Regions from separate parts of the Mus musculus genome. Here regions 2, 3, 4 and 5 are each linked to region 1. Evidence: chromatin contacts called from public HiChIP or PLAC-seq and promoter capture Hi-C data. All regions are on one chromosome and are shown on one strand. Each heading gives the region's core, a stretch centred on a gene start, on an enhancer-like site or on the middle of the called end of the contact. The rest is flanking DNA. Distances are from core to core; before and after follow the strand shown.

Region 1 (2,905 bases), core at 246-2,745:
CAAGTGCTGGAATCAAAAGTATGTGCCACCATTATAGCAAACAATCCTAGAGTATTCTAATCCAGGAACTGAAGACTGTGTCTCCCTAGCCACGCCACGGCCAGGTAGATCCGTAGAGTTAAAAAGCTCCACCGCAGCCGTCTGTTTTTAGAGAGAGGGTCTCATTATGTAGTACTGACTGGTAAGGAACTACTTAAGTAGACCAGGTTGGCCTCACACTGATCATTTTGCTTTTGTCCCCTTCCAAGGCCACACTAGGCCAACATCAATATTTTGCAAAGAAGTAGACTAAGTTATAGCCAGCGCTCTTCCCCAAATCTCATGGAAGCCCCGTAATCGGGCTCAACATTAGTTCTCTCCGCTTTCTACACAACCTACTACTTACTCTCGGTAAAAGGAAGCGGGAGCTTGCCTGCTTTTCTCTAGCTTTCCTTTGGGAGACTGCCTCCCCTGAGGTGGGAGACACAACCTACTGAAGCACTACTAAGTGTAAGGACCACAGCCTGGGTGTCACCGAGGGGTGCATGCGGAGGACCAGGGCTCCTCACAGGAAGGTTGCGGAGGCCAGGGGACACACTGGGCGCTAGTGCTGAGAGCCTTAGGAGCTGAGGTTCCTTCCGGGACACGCCTCTGGAACCGCGGCGTCCAGCCGCACAACCGTCACTTAGGGCCCAAAGTAATCCTCTGCGACCCGCCCTTGATCCCCACCTCCGCTTGGCTCTTTAAGGGTGGGGGACACGCGCAAGCGTCACAAAGCGCAGCCACCGTGGGGCCTGGCCGGGGTTGGGGGTGGGGGTTGGAGGGGGGAGTGGAGAAGCGAGCAGGCAGGAGCAGAGTAGAGCAGAGCACAGCGAGGAGGGCGGGGGGGGGGGGAGGGAAGGAGGGAGGGAGGGGCGCGCGCACGCGCACCGGGCCGCTGTCGCCGCGAGCCGCCCCCCTCCCGGCGCGCGCCCCTCCTCCTCTCCCTCCCTCCCTCCCTCCCTCCTTCTCTGCTCTGTTGCTCCCGCGGCGCGAGGCGCTCTCGCTCTCCTCCTCCGCCCCTCCCCCCGCGCAGCCGCCGCCGCCGCCGTCCCGAGACCCCAGCGCACGGCGCGCCCTCCCTCGTGCGCCCCTCCGGCCCCCGCGGAGAACGAGAGGGCGAGCGAGCACGGCGATCCCGGGCCGCCTCGGCCCCCCCACCCCTGTCTTCACCATCGTCTGCCCTCCGCCGCCTTCCTTCGCTTCCACCTCCACTCCCCCCCCCATAAGTAGAGGCCCCCTCCGGGGGGGGGAGGCCCGGAGCCCGGAGCGGATTCCCCCAACTCCCTTAGGCCCGCCCCCGCCCGGCCCGAGTGTGAGGAGGGCCCGGGCCGGCCCGAGTCGTGAGTGAGGAGGACCCCGGGCGGGCCCGCGGGCCGTCTGGGGCCTGGTCCGGCCCCGCCAGGCGTGTGAGGACAGACAGGGGCCCGGCCCGGCCCGAGGGCGAGCGGAGGGGAGGGGCCTGGTCCGGCCCGGCCGGTGCGCGAGGACTGGGGCCGCGGCCCCGCACGGCCGCCGCCGCCGCGATGGCCCAGCAGCAGATGACCAGCTCGCAGAAAGCCCTGATGCTTGAGCTGAAATCCCTGCAGGAGGAACCGGTGGAGGGCTTCCGGATCACCCTGGTGGATGAGTCCGACCTCTACAACTGGGAGGTGGCCATCTTCGGACCCCCTAACACCCTCTACGAAGGCGGCTACTTCAAGGTACCGCCACCCTTTCTCGGCCCAGCTTCCCCGGTCTCGGCTTTCCGCCGCTGGCGGGGAGCGTGAGCTCGGGGGAGCCGGGGGTGGGGGGTGGGGGCTCCTCACCTCGCAGCCCCCTCCCCCATCCGTAGAGGCAGGAAGGCCTTGCTCACCAAGTGCCTTTTCTTTGTCATGGGGCGGGGGCGGGAGGCCAGACTGCACCGGGAAATAGGAAAAGCCTCTTTGGCTGGGGTAGTGGCTATCGGGAAGGAGGGCTGCCTTTGTTTTGTTTCTCCAGCTGAGGGGTGTGTGGAAATAGGGATGGTCTAGCTTCTCTTTCTCGGACCCATCTGAGCCTTCTCTGCGCAGGCTGGAACTGCCCCAGAGGGCAGGGTGACCTGCACTTACTGGATTGGACTTTTCTCTTTTTTAGGGGGGTGTGGGGGAGGAATATTAGCCTGTCATTGCCCGTGTTGCTAGTGCCCTGACATTTGGAGGATTTGTTGGTCTTGGGTAGTGGTAGTCCAACTTTTGATTACAGTAGGTGGTAATAAGGAAGAGGACCATGGGGGTGGCCAAAAAAGGGAGGGTGGTGTGCTGGCCGTTGTCTTGTTGTTCATCCACTCGAGGGGACTTTAATTTAGTCCTCTTTCTGTCCTCGTTTTCCATTTACTTTATAGTCAGTCTCTGCTGCTTCCAAAATGCCCTTTGTCCTTTCCTACCAAGTTTACTAGCACCCCCCCCCCCCCCCCCACACACTCCATGTACAAACATCCACAAAGGGTGGAACGCGTCAGGCAGATTGATAGTTTCCCACTTTCGAGAGACAAGATTAAAAGCTTTTGCTTAGGTGGTTAGCTCCAACAAATGGGGTCGTCCCACAGATGAGCTGCATCCGAGGTGATAGGCTTTCTCATGGTGGAGTGTTTCCTTAGGCTGCCACTATATAGACATTGTTTCCATTAATTATTTCTGAGTTCAGTACTTGGAGATACTGTTTTTGTTTTGTTTTGTTTTGTTTTGTCTTGATTTGACTGAAGCAGTTTATTTGGAGGGTAGAATCCCTGAGTGAAGATGTTGTGGGGGGTAGAGACAGAGGGAATGGGTGTTTAGGAATTCATTTATTATTTTATTTCCAAAATTAGGTAAAATAGGCCAATGAGTCAGTTTTCGTTTGTTTTGAAGGGAGGGGTTATCTTGGCACA
Region 2 (2,905 bases), core at 172-2,671, 900 kb before region 1:
AGGGAGTGTGATGAACCTCATGTTATAAGAAAGCAGAACGGGGTACCATTTGGGGGGGAGGGCATCCAGAGAGGGACAGGTAAAGGGGGTGGAAGAGCCACAGAAGAGGCAATTAAATAAGAACAAAGAGCAATGGCAGGAATGGCTGAACAAACTAGTTACTTTGTTTCAGTATTGAAACTAGTTACTTTGTATGCTAATGTAAATGACTAAAGATCAGATTAAAGGATTGAAAGGCAAGTGACCCTGGTGTTAAGAAACCTCTTGGGTGGGTTTCCTCTCCTCAGACCCCGCCCCCAATCATTAGGGCTTTTTTGCTGCTTCTCTCTAACACAACCGGGATGTGGGTAGCCCTGGGTAGTGCTCTTTTACTCCTCTCTGCATAGCCTGTTAGGCTTCGGAACTCAAGAGAGTCAGAATTAACCTGCAGTTGCCACCGTCGTCCAACGCCAGGAAAGACATCTAGGCTTTAACTGGCAAAATGAAAAGTAGCTGCCGCACGCCCTCGGTCACCCCTTCAAACGCCCTCTCCCTTCTCCCTGGGGGTGGGGGTGAGGTGGGGAGGTCTGTTTGCTCAGGTGGAAACACCCAGTGCAATTTACAAAGAGTCTATTATCCACCAATCAAATCCCCAAAGCTAGATATGAACAACTGTGTTAAACTCTGAACACACGGAGTCTGGAGAAAGTTTTCTTCCACGGACTTCCTGTGAGCAACATCCTTTGACAGAAATGTGCGTGTCAGTCAGTCCTCTTGCTTCCTGCGGCCCCCACCTCCACCTTTGGCCCGAGCCCAAAGCCTTGCTCTTTGCTCTGTACAGGAATCTAAGGAGGGGCGGGCGCATTCTGATTTCTCAGTTTCTCATGACAGGACAAAGGGAGGCACACAGCAGTCTAGAAGGTGTAAATAAGAGAAACAAACTATTTCCCCAGCATTGAAAGAAAGAAAAGAGTGGCATCCTTATGCAAGTTACTACAGCTTGCAGGAATTTTGTTCCTGACCATCAAATCCCTATGCTGTCTACTCTAATATGGCCTGGGAGTCTCACATACACCGGGTTACACAAATTAACTTAAGGACAGCGCGGGGGAGGGGGGGGGGCAGAGCCTTCAATTGTTTCTGATCTGAGTGATGTTTTCCCCTCGCTAAGGTGGAGAGCCTGAGAGCCCCAGTTGGGGACCACTCACCATCCTCGAGCCAGGAACTCATGTAGCTGAGGATGTAGGTGGGGTCCAGAATCTTCTTGATATAGTCTCTGAATGCTTGCAGATTCTGCCGCTGCTCCGCTGTCATTCTGTGGCTCCAGGCGATCGATGAGCGCCCTGGCTCCCGCAAATCCGCCAGAGATGAACGAAGTGGGGACTTTCCAAGGAGTCCCGATGAAAAAGCTGCCTAGCCGGCTGGCCATAGGAAATCGAAACTGCCTCAGGGCGCTGGGGAGGGGGGGGGCGGGGGGGCGGGGCGGGGATCCAGTTTCGTTTCTGAACCTAGACAGCCACTGAACCGCAAGGACCCAGAAGTACCTTGGAAATTGCCTTTAAGTTGGGGCGCAGCTTTTCGCGTGGTGGCTTTATATTTCTAAAGTGCGCACAATTGAAGTGCATTGTTCAATGAGTTTCGAAAAACATAAACACCCGTTACCTCTTCCACAGATCAGCTGGGTCCTGCAATAATCTTTAACCATTCCCCGCGCCCCCCCCCCCTCGGGGCAGGGTTTCTCTATGTAGCTCTGACTGTCCTGGAACTAGATCTATAGACCAGGCTGGCCTCAAACTCACAGAGCTCCGAAATCGTCCCTGCTTCGGTCTCACAAGAACCGGGATTAAAGACCCCCACCCCCTCCACCACCTCCTCCATGCCACCACACCACCACCACCAGGCCTAAAGAAGAGTTGAGGGAAAGATTGCAGGGTGGGGAGGGGGACGAAGGGGATAGGAACTCCACAGGAAGACCAACAGAGTCAACAAACTTTGATCCTTAGGGCTCTCAGAGACACCACTAAGCAAAGAGCACACACAGGCTGGACCTAGGCCTCCCTGCACTTTTGTAGCAGGTGTGAGTTTAGTCTTTTATGAGTCCCAAACAACTGGAGCGTGGCTGTCCCAAAAGCTGTTGCCTGTCCGTGGGATATGTTCTTCTAGCTGGGCAGTCTTGTCTGACCTCAGTGGGAGAGGATGCGCCTAGCCTAACAGAGACTTGATATGCCAGTGTGTGTGTGTGTGTGTGTGTGTGTGTGTGTGTGTGTGTGTGTGTGTGTGTGTTTGTTTGATACCCAAAGGGGCCTCCAACCGCTCAGAGTAGGGGAGGGGGCATGAAGTGACTGAGTAGGGGAGGGGGCATGAAGTGACTGGGAGGGGACAGTGAGTGGGATGTAAAGTGAATACGTTAAAAAAAAAAGTGAAAAAAAAAATTTAAAGAAAATGCCCTAGCCGGGTGTGGTGGCACACGCCTTTAATCCCAGCACTCCAGAGGCAGGCGGATTTCTGAGTTCGAGGCCAGTTTGGTCTACATAGTGAGTTCCAGGACAGCCAGGGCTATACAGAGAAACCCTGTCTCAAAAAAACAAAACAACAACAACAAAAAAAAGCAAAACAACAACAACAACAACAAAAGCCCTACAGGCCAGTCTTATGATTTCCTTAATTGAAGGCCCCTCCTCTATGATGAATTCAGCTTGTGTCAAATTGACCTAAAAGTACCCAGCACACCAGCTCTGGAAGTTATCCAACGCTTCTTTTAGAGTGATCATACGTTTAGTTTTACTCTTGGTTCTACAGTTATTTCAAATTAACTTTTCGATATAACACGAAAACTACAGCAACTTTTTCCAGACTTCTGATTGTATACTCTCACATATGCTGAAAACCTACCGTTTCTGGATAGCCTTGGGACCTTTATCAGGAA
Region 3 (2,905 bases), core at 176-2,675, 620 kb after region 1:
ATGTGGTTGCTGGGAATTGAACTCAAGACCTCTGGAAGAGCAGTTGGTGCTCTTAATCCCTGAGCCATCTCTCCAGCTCCCCACCTCCCCAGCCAGTATTTTGCATCATAATACATAGCAACAGACCAAACCTCAACAGCCTAGAATGTTCTATGTAGCCAGGCTACTCATTGATATGCCTGTCTCTGCCCTTCAAATACTGATGGCCTTTTGCTTGTTTTTGAAATTGGCTTCACTATATTGGCCAGGATGGTCTAGAACTTGTGGGCTCAATTGATCTTCTGCTTCAGCTTCTAGAGTAGCTGAGACTATAGGCAAATGCATCACTGTGCCTGGTATGTATGCACAAACGCATACACGCGCGCACACACACACACACATTACTGTCTTTTGGTTTACTTTTTTTTTTTTTTTCGAGACAGGGTTTCTCTGTGTAGCCCTGGCTGTCCTGGCACTCACTCTGTAAACCAGGCTGGCCTCGAACTCAGAAATCTGCCTGCCTCTGCCTCCCAAGTGCTGGGATTAATGGTGTGCACCACCACTGGCCGTTTGGTTTACTTTTATATAGATTGGGCCTTGTTATGTATAACTGCGCAGGCTGAACTTGAACTTGTAAGTTTACTGTCTCTGTTTCTGGAGTGCTGGGATTACAGGTGTGTACCACCACACCCTATACTTACTCAGTTCTCTTTATCTAACCTTATTTCTGCTCCTGAGGCTAGAGGCATAGTTACAGTGAAATACTCACACATCCGGGCAATACCTGAAGGGCCAGGCTGCAGGCTTCATCTATAGTATGATCAAGTTCCTCACCTCCACCCCCTCTCCACAACTTGCATCTTAACCACACACAGCAGCTCCGCAGGTGACCCAGGTCATGAGTTCAGAATGCTGCTGGTCTTTGCACAGGGCGTCTCTATGCTCCACACAGAACCTAGGTGCCTGGCACACGGTTAAGATGCTCAGTAAAAACGATGTCTTCTGAACAGGACAGGGCCTGATGTGCAAACACAAGAACTCACTACACCTGTGGTTACCTGCACAAAACATGAGAATGGACCCATAGAGGTTTCTTACCGGTTTGGGGGGCGGTGCACTCACGAGGCTCCGCCCTTTCTGATGGACTATTGGCAGTTAAAGGCTGCTGGCAGGAGTGTCCTTGAGTGGTGAAGCTGATATGTCATGCTCCAATAAATAGCCCTAATGTCGTGCAAGCAACCCGAATCCGTGGCGGGACGAATGGACACAGCAACCAGTTTTCACAGATGCTCTCCAGAGAAGTAGCTACAATCCGGTGTGCAGGAGAATCATCAAAACAACCTGGGGAAGTGAGCGTGGCGGTCCCGAGCCCCGCCCTCAAGTGGCAGGCTGTGCCCCCACCGTCACGTGTTGGCGACTAGCCAATCATCCAGGGTGGGCGGGGGGAGACATGGAATGGGGCGCTCACCTTGTGTACCTTAGGTCAATTCGTGTGGCCTCACGTCGCATAGCGGAGCCGATCCTGAGCAGCGCCAGCAGGCTTCAGAGGCGGACGCCATGGCAGCGACCTTCCGGGCGAGCGGTAATTGCTGGGCGGCCTGGACCCGCTACGGTGCGGAGCCGAGCCTTCCTTTTCCGTAGGAAGTTCTAGTCCCAGAGTCAAGGTCGGCACTCCTACCCGAGGCCAGGGTGGCGGGCGAGGGAAGGAGGGGCTTGCAGGCCGTGTGGCACGGAAAGCGTTTAACCCTTTAACTCCCCTCCGCCAGCCTATAGCTTCTAGAAACACTGCGCCGACCGAGCGTCCCTGTACTTGGGCCTGCTAGGGCATTAGAGCCACTCGGGGAAGAGAGAGACAGGGAGTTTTGCTGACTGATCCTTGTCTCTCCCCAGAACACCAGCATATTCGCTACAACCCGCTCCAGGACGAGTGGGTGTTAGTGTCGGCTCATCGCATGAAGCGGCCCTGGCAAGGACAAGTGGAGCCCCAGCTTCTGAAGACAGTGCCCCGCCACGACCCACTCAACCCTCTGTGTCCCGGGGCCACACGAGCTAATGGGGAGGTAAGCCCGAATACACAGCCACCAACTGGGATAGGAAAAAAATCCTTCTTCCTTATTACTACCCTTCGCCCACAAGGGGGAGCAGTGCGCCTCCTTTTGGGTCATTTCCGGGCAAGCAATTTTGATCCTTTGAGTGGGGCCTTCCTCGCCCCCGTTGCAGCCTGGATAGCCCTTGAATTCCGTCAGGTAGTATTTCTAGCCTATTCTTGTCAGTAGGTGAATCCCCACTATGATGGTACCTTTCTGTTTGACAATGACTTCCCGGCTCTGCAGCCCGATGCTCCGGATCCAGGTACCCTCAATTTAACCACTGTTGGGGAGAAGGGAGACTGGGTCTGACCCGGGTACCTGTGCTACAGAGAGTAATACTCCTTTATTCCAGGACCCAGTGACCACCCTCTCTTCCGAGCAGAGGCCGCCAGAGGAGTTTGGTAACTTTGGGTTTCCCCTCTTACAACCTCCAGCCCAGGTCTGAAGACGAAGACCTGAGCTTGGGCCCTGCCCTTAGCACCCAATCCACTTCCCTATGTCATTTTTCCCTCACCACCTAGTAAGGTCATGTGCTTCCACCCCTGGTCGGATGTGACGCTGCCACTCATGTCTGTCCCTGAGATCCGAGCTGTCATCGATGCATGGGCCTCAGTCACAGAGGAGCTGGGTGCCCAGTACCCTTGGGTGCAGGTCTGTGAGGGGGAGGTGTAACTTTGGTTTGGGGGAGAACCATTACTGCTTCCACAGGGTATGGTGAGGAGGGGTTGACTTGATGTCTGTGTGACTATTGAATATCTCTCTCCTTTCTACCCAATAGATCTTTGAAAATAAAGGAGCCATGATGGGCTGTTCTAACCCCCATCCCCACTGCCAGG
Region 4 (2,905 bases), core at 194-2,693, 600 kb after region 1:
GTGTACTTTCTACATATCTGGGTGTCTCTGCTGATTGATCATTATCCATCTTGCAGTCTTCCTATCTCTCCCTAGGTCTCTGTTAACATCCTTCAGAGGGTGATAGGAATGTGTAGACTATTTTTTGCCAGAGGGAGAGAGGCGTGACAGCTTGGCCGTGGTGGGTGGTGGAGAGAGGGTGCCTACCTGCTTGAACTGTTCCTCGTAGGTCCACTCATGTGGTTGGATTCCAGGAGACTGGCTGGAAGGTGAGTTGGGACATCGGGCTCCTGGATGGCTCTGCTCAGCTGTCTCCTCTTCTGCTAAGGGTGTCTCTCCCTCCTCATCTTCAGCACCCTCCTCTTCTTCAGCCCCAACCACCCCTATAGCCCCCTCAGGAGCCTGTAGGGTCCGGGCGCCAAGCAGAGGAGGTTGTGGAAGCGGTAAGCGTGGAGGGGCCAAGGGCCCCACCCCTTGGGCCAGCCGTGCTGCCTGCTGCCTCTGCAGGGCCTCCATTACAGCTTCCAGGCGCAGTCCCCCTGCTGGGGGGGCTCCTGGTACCAGGCGGGGCCCCGAGGAAAGGGCCGGCTGTGGGGGAGGGAATTATGGGTGCAGGGCCTTGCTGCACCCACACCCTACAACACAAGAGGAGATGCTCATGGACATACATGTTCAGGGACATACATGGAGTTATAAGGGAAGGATTAATATATCAAGAAAACAGAGACAGAGGGATAGAGGGAGCAAAAGAGACAGAGACTACACATAGGGAGTCAGAAATGGCCAGGAACTGAGGATAGGGAGAATCAAGCAAATTGGAAAGAGTAACAGAAACCAAGGGAGAGTGGTGCAGGGAGATCTCTCTCTCTCTCTCTCTCTCTCTCTCTCTCTCTCTCTCTCTCACACACACACACAGAGAGAGAGAGAGAGAGAGAGAGAGAGAGGGAGAGAGAGAGAGAACACGGGACGACAGGCAGATACAGAGACAGAGACTGGAAGAGAGACAGGAGCGGGACATAGAGACTGAGGAGGACCAAGATGGGGAGGGAGGGCGGGAGGGAGGGAGGGAAGGAAGGGGGGGGGGAAGAGAGAGAGAGAGAGAGAATGAGAAAGAGAGAGAGAGAGCTACAAGAGAGGGACAGACACCTGAAAAGAGATAGCAAGATGAGGTTGAGAGAGACGCGGGAAGAGCGACGCAGCATGAGAGAGAAAATACTAGAAAGAGACAGAAAATAGAGGACACTGGTGTAAAAACCGGGTAAAAACATAAAACACAAGAATCAGGAATCCAAGAGGTACAGAGAAGAGGGCAGCAATGTCTGGGTCTGGGACAGGGACAGGACCAGACGGGCATGAGGTGGCGAGTCACTGAGCCCGGATCCCGGGGTCTGGACGCCCTGCAGCTACACTCACCTGCCTGGCACCGCCCGAAGCCCCGGGTGTCTCCACGGCGGTCCGTCTGCTCTGCCGCCTTTCGGGCGGCTCCTGTCTCAGCTGGATTCCCTGCGCAGGGTCCCCGCTGTGCGCTCTTGCCGCCCTGCGCTCTTCTGACCGCCGTGCGCTCACTGGCGGTCGCTTGGCTGCCTGCGGTCCCGGGGGCGGGACCCGAGCCCTGCTGGGCGGGTGAGGGCGGGAGGGCGCAGCGGAAGAGGCTGGGGTGGGCTCGGCTCCTCTTAACCCCCCAACAGGTGTCTCCCACCAGCCAGATTCGAGGGGGGCGCCGGAGAGCTATGGGGAAATCACGCGTGGGAGAAAGAGGAGACCACGGCTAGTAAACTCCGGCCCATGGCCCCGCCCAGCCTTACAAGTCGTGTCCCCCAAACCCACACTCAGAACCCGCCGTTCACACCTTGTCACAAATTCGGGCCCAATTTTACACATTCCGTTTAAAGGTGACTCGAGGGATCTAGGGCCTGAACAAGCTGTTGTCACACTGGAATCGCTCTGAAGGATGCGGGGATGAATGCGGAACACCTGGCCAGAACAGAGCTTTGCCTTCCTTCATGCCCTGCCCACGTGCTATCGCCAACTGCAAATATGTGTCAGTTTAGGCACAGGTATGCACATGCCAGTGGCCCCCATATCTATGCACCTACACCCCCAGAAGTCTCTTGAGTCTCCTGCAAGCACACACATCGGGATATACACATTGTATGAGAAATACAGGCATACACACCTCTCCTCCTCCTCCTCCTCCTCCTCCTCCTCCTCCTCCTCCTCCTCCTCTCCTCCTTCTTTCTTCTTCTTCTTCTTCTTCTTCTTCTTCTTCTTCTTCTTCTTCTTCTTCTTCTTCTCCTCCTCCTCCTCCTCCTCCTCCTCCTCCTTCTTCTTCCTTCTTCCTTCTTCTTCTTCTTCTTCTTCTTCTTCTTCTTCATCTTCTTCTTTCCTTCTTCTTCTTTTTCTTTCTTTCCTTCTTCTTCCTTCTTCTTTTTTCTTCTTCTTCCTCTTCCTTCTTCTTTTTCCTTCTTCTTCCTCTTCCTTCTTCTTTTCCTTCTTTTTCTTCTTCTTCTTCTTCCTTCTTCTTCTTCCTTCTTCTTCTTCCTTCTTCTTTTCCTTCTTTTCTTCTTCTTCTTCCTTCTTCTTCTTTTCTTCTTCCTTCTTCCTTCTCCTCCTCCTCCTCCTCCTCCTCCTCCTCCTCCTCTTCTTCTTCTTCTTCTTCTTCTGTCTTCTTTCTTCTTCTGTCTTCTTTCTTCTTCTGTCTTCTTTTTTCTTCTTTTTCAAGACAGGGTTTCTCTGTATAGGCCTTGCTCTCCTGGAACTCACTTTGTAGACCAGGCTAGCCTCAAACTCAGAAATCCGCCTGCCTCTGCCTCCCAAGTGCTGGGATTAAAGGTGTGTGCCACCACTGCCCGGCACCTCCCTCTTAAAAACCTCATTTGACGTTTGTTCTCTTAAGGATTTCCAAGTATGTGTGGAAGGAAGAATG
Region 5 (2,905 bases), core at 279-2,778, 580 kb after region 1:
CAGGCCCCCCAGTCAGCAGTCCCACTTACACAACAGGCCAAACAAACAGGCATAACCTTTATTTCCCTTCCCTAGTCGGACGTCAGAAAAGGCAAGTGAGATGTAGAGACAGAGTGAGCCCTTCTCAAGCAGTCTTTAACTCAGCACTGACCCACGCCAGTCTTTTTAACAGTTCCACCCCACATTCCGGAGGGGAGGGGCAAGTTCGGTAGACTTAAGCCTTGCCGGCACAAGCTCTTCTTAGAGAAGGCACAGATATTCAGGTCTAGAGAACAGTCAGGCGCAGCAGATCTTCAGGACCGGGTGTCCCGAGCCCTCCTTCGGGGTCTGGGGCCACAGCTGGGACTAGGTATGGAACCCAGGCCAGGAGGTGCACCTGGGGGTTGGTAGCCACATTCACTGGGGTCCAAGGGGTCCCGACTAAGCAGTACCCACACCGCAGGCACGTGGCGTCGGACTGTGAGGGGGTCTAGTCCCGTGTCTGGTGAAGTTGGGACCCAGCTGTCCTCCGTTTGCAGGAAGCGGAGCTTGGTGAGCTGGTGTAGGCCCGGAACCCGCCTTTTGACAATCTCTGCACAGCTGACAGCCTTTCCAGCAGCCCGGCCAGAGCCTGAGAACACCACGTGCCTGGTGCTTCCCCCTTCCAAACGACCCAGCGCCAGCCCTAGCAGGTTTCGGATTTTGCTCCCATCTCGGACTCGCATTTCCAGAGTGTCAGGAGGTAGCTGGGGCATTGGTGATGAGGCTGGAAGCTCTACAGAGCCGGCCCTCCGGTACTGTTCCATTCTGCCCTCGCGACGTTGGTGGGTCTCTCTCTGGATATGCACTGCGGGTAAGAGTCAGATGAGTGGCGGGAACATGACCAGGTCCATCCTCCATCACTCCCTCCAGATTATCGCCTTGTTCCTCACCCCAGCGTCTCAAGGCTGGGGCCAAGAATTATCGAGTCCTTAGACCCCTTTCTAAATACATCCACGAGTTTCTAACACGGGCAAGACCAAATTCCCCCAAACCAGGCTCTCTGGTGGGTAGGCCTGTACTTCTTTATGATCTCAAGCTCCTGGGGGCTAGGTCCCAGACCCCTCGCCCACAACTTGCCAAGAACAGGCGGGCTCTCCTCACAAGGCTGCAAGGACTGGGACAAGGCTCCCTTACTTTGTGCTTCCAGAGACTCTTGGCTCCAAACTCCCTGGGGCACAGCCACGAGGCCTCACTCCCCAAGAAAGTACTCCCCAAAGAAAGAATCGACCCTGCCTACGAGCACGGGGTGCATGGGGGCAGAGAAGACCTCACCCCCACATTAATAGAGTAGGCTGGCTTGAACAGGGCCACTCGGGAACTCGACCGGAGAGCTGCTTCGGACCACTCGTGAGCGGTTGGCGGGCTCCCCAATCGTGGGCCGCTGTTTCAGGCAGCAGGCATTTCCCCTTTCCCCAGCTCTGAGTCCCCATCTCCTGGGATTTGGCTCTTACCACGGTCGCCAGTAGACGCTCGACCCTCACGGAGTAGCCAAGATGGCGCGCAGACCGGGAGCGCGCGGAGCCGCGGGGCCGCGCACGCAGGGGGCGGGGCCTGAGAGAAACCCGGGCTGCTGTTCGCCTGTGATGGTGGCATCTGGCCGGCCTCCAGCGGTCGGCGCGTTGATCCCGGAGCACCCCGCTACCTGCAGAGGGCCCACCCGGGAAAGGAACGGCTATCGGAGGAGTCTTGCGCCCGAAGAACGCAGATTTGTGCCTTTAAAAGATGGACGGCATGCGTCACCTGCTGACACACCGGAGCAGCGAAAGCGAAGCCCCTGGTGGATAAAAGCAGGTGAGACTCTTATTTACGGAGTCCTGAGCTTTCTTCTCATCCTGGGACACTGGACGACCCCGGCGGTTTTCAGGAGGATCTAAGCGAGTGCATAACTCATTGGCTGAGAGGATTGGTGTATAAGCTGGGTGGATCCGGTAGTCGGGGCAACAGCTACTGGTGACCCTGGAAGGGGCTGTACTCAACATCACCGTAGCGCTTCGGCCACGGGGGCGTGCCCACAGAGCCTAGTTCAGTATCCAGAGTAAAATAGGCCCTCCAATATTTGTCCGATGATATGCTAACCACAGAAACAGCAAGAATTGAGGATGGTAGAAACTTGATAGAAAACTTGGATGAAGTCGGGCAGTGGTGGCTCACGCCTTTAATCCCAGCACTTGGGAGGCAGAAGCAGGTGGATTTCTGAGTTCGAGGCCAGCCTGGTCTACAGAGTGAGTTCCAGGACAGCCAGGGCTACACAGAGAAACCCTGTCTCGAAAAGCTCAAAAAAAAAGAGAGAGAGAAAACTCTGATGAAGTTTTGGGGAAGAACGGGCGACTCTTCCGGTAGAATAGTCTAGGGTAAATGCTAGTTTCAGATCAGTTTGGACACGCTGCATTTGAGATGCTGACAACTCCACAGGTTGGGTGCCATACAGGCACTTGAAGGCGCCAAGGCACTCCCTCAGACCACAAGAGGGCAGCATACATTTGGTGGAGCGCGTTGCTTTATAGCTGTTTCTCCCTGCTTTCTCTCCCCCATTCCTAAAATTTCCTACATCCAAACCTCTTGGGCTCCTTCTCTGGCTACTGGTATAATGTAGACACAAGGCTGTGCTGCCTTGGTTCTGAACGTCCCTGCCTGCTCCTCCATGACCATCTGACATGTGGGCCCACCTGGTCTTCCCCAAACCCTGTGAGGTATAGGCGTCCCTCCTGTGCCCTCCTTACCATAGGATGATATTTAGAGGGTAATTGGCAAGTATGGGGTAAATAAATATACAATGCCCCACTGTATCAGTCAAATGATGTAAGAACTCTTTATCTCTCCGCAAACCAGATCAGGAGTATAGCTCCTGGCCCCACCCCAAGGGGTTGACAGCTCTCCCCTTCAC

The links. Promoter capture Hi-C pulls out the DNA fragments that hold promoters and counts their contacts. HiChIP or PLAC-seq counts read pairs in DNA pulled down with a chosen protein or histone mark.
Region 2: an H3K4me3 HiChIP or PLAC-seq map of pro-B cells shows a contact between it and region 1, with 4 times the contacts expected there. The contact joins the promoter of Ddx58 here to the promoter of Ube2r2 in region 1. A contact is called at or near these places in 1 of 39 promoter capture datasets (pre-B cells) and 1 of 115 datasets of contacts at active chromatin or transcription factors (pro-B cells).
Region 3: a contact with region 1 is called in a promoter capture Hi-C map of hippocampal neurons, with 4 times the contacts expected there. The contact joins the promoter of Galt here to the promoter of Ube2r2 in region 1. A contact is called at or near these places in 6 of 39 promoter capture datasets (frontonasal cranial neural crest, hippocampal neurons, liver and 2 more), 5 of 115 datasets of contacts at active chromatin or transcription factors (astrocytes, bone marrow-derived macrophages, extraembryonic endoderm stem cells and 2 more) and 2 of 9 other capture datasets (liver and pancreatic islet).
Region 4: a contact with region 1 is called in an H3K4me3 HiChIP or PLAC-seq map of embryonic stem cells, with 7 read pairs. The contact joins the promoter of Arid3c here to the promoter of Ube2r2 in region 1. A contact is called at or near these places in 10 of 39 promoter capture datasets (the 3T3-L1 cell line, the C10 cell line, cranial neural crest and 5 more), 5 of 115 datasets of contacts at active chromatin or transcription factors (astrocytes, bone marrow-derived macrophages, embryonic stem cells and 2 more) and 2 of 9 other capture datasets (adipose tissue and liver).
Region 5: an H3K4me3 HiChIP or PLAC-seq map of bone marrow-derived macrophages shows a contact between it and region 1, with 5 times the contacts expected there. The contact joins the promoter of Rpp25l here to the promoter of Ube2r2 in region 1. A contact is called at or near these places in 16 of 39 promoter capture datasets (the 3T3-L1 cell line, 3T3-L1-derived adipocytes, the C10 cell line and 9 more), 1 of 15 datasets of contacts at CTCF or cohesin (embryonic stem cells), 10 of 484 Hi-C or Micro-C datasets (B cells, CD4 T cells, the G1E-ER4 cell line and 3 more), 10 of 115 datasets of contacts at active chromatin or transcription factors (astrocytes, bone marrow-derived macrophages, cardiomyocytes and 7 more) and 2 of 9 other capture datasets (adipose tissue and liver).

Annotation. Positions count from the first base shown.
Region 1 is chr4:41,134,526-41,137,430 of GRCm38.p6, forward strand. Ube2r2 (ubiquitin-conjugating enzyme E2R 2) reads left to right here and starts at 1,496. Exons shown (of 5, transcript NM_026275.4): 1 at 1,496-1,721. The coding sequence starts at 1,545.
Region 2 is chr4:40,238,404-40,241,308 of GRCm38.p6, forward strand. Ddx58 (DEAD/H box helicase 58) reads right to left here and starts at 1,422. Exons shown (of 18, transcript NM_172689.3): 1 at 1,188-1,422. The coding sequence starts at 1,293.
Region 3 is chr4:41,754,092-41,756,996 of GRCm38.p6, forward strand. Galt (galactose-1-phosphate uridyl transferase) reads left to right here and starts at 1,426. Exons shown (of 11, transcript NM_016658.4): 1 at 1,426-1,561; 2 at 1,870-2,039; 3 at 2,256-2,331; 4 at 2,422-2,470; 5 at 2,591-2,720; 6 at 2,848-2,904. The coding sequence starts at 1,537. It overlaps Gm42274 (predicted gene, 42274), which reads right to left and starts at 1,681. Exons shown (of 2, transcript NR_155499.1): 1 at 1,078-1,681.
Region 4 is chr4:41,729,699-41,732,603 of GRCm38.p6, forward strand. It overlaps Arid3c (AT rich interactive domain 3C (BRIGHT-like)), which reads right to left and starts at 1,444. Exons shown (of 8, transcript NM_001017362.2): 1 at 1,393-1,444; 2 at 187-567. The coding sequence starts at 495.
Region 5 is chr4:41,711,989-41,714,893 of GRCm38.p6, forward strand. It overlaps Rpp25l (ribonuclease P/MRP 25 subunit-like), which reads right to left and starts at 1,529. Exons shown (of 2, transcript NM_027278.3): 1 at 1,473-1,529; 2 at 45-826. The coding sequence starts at 785. The coding sequence ends at 294. Dctn3 (dynactin 3) reads right to left here. Exons shown (of 7, transcript NM_016890.4): 7 at 2,810-2,905.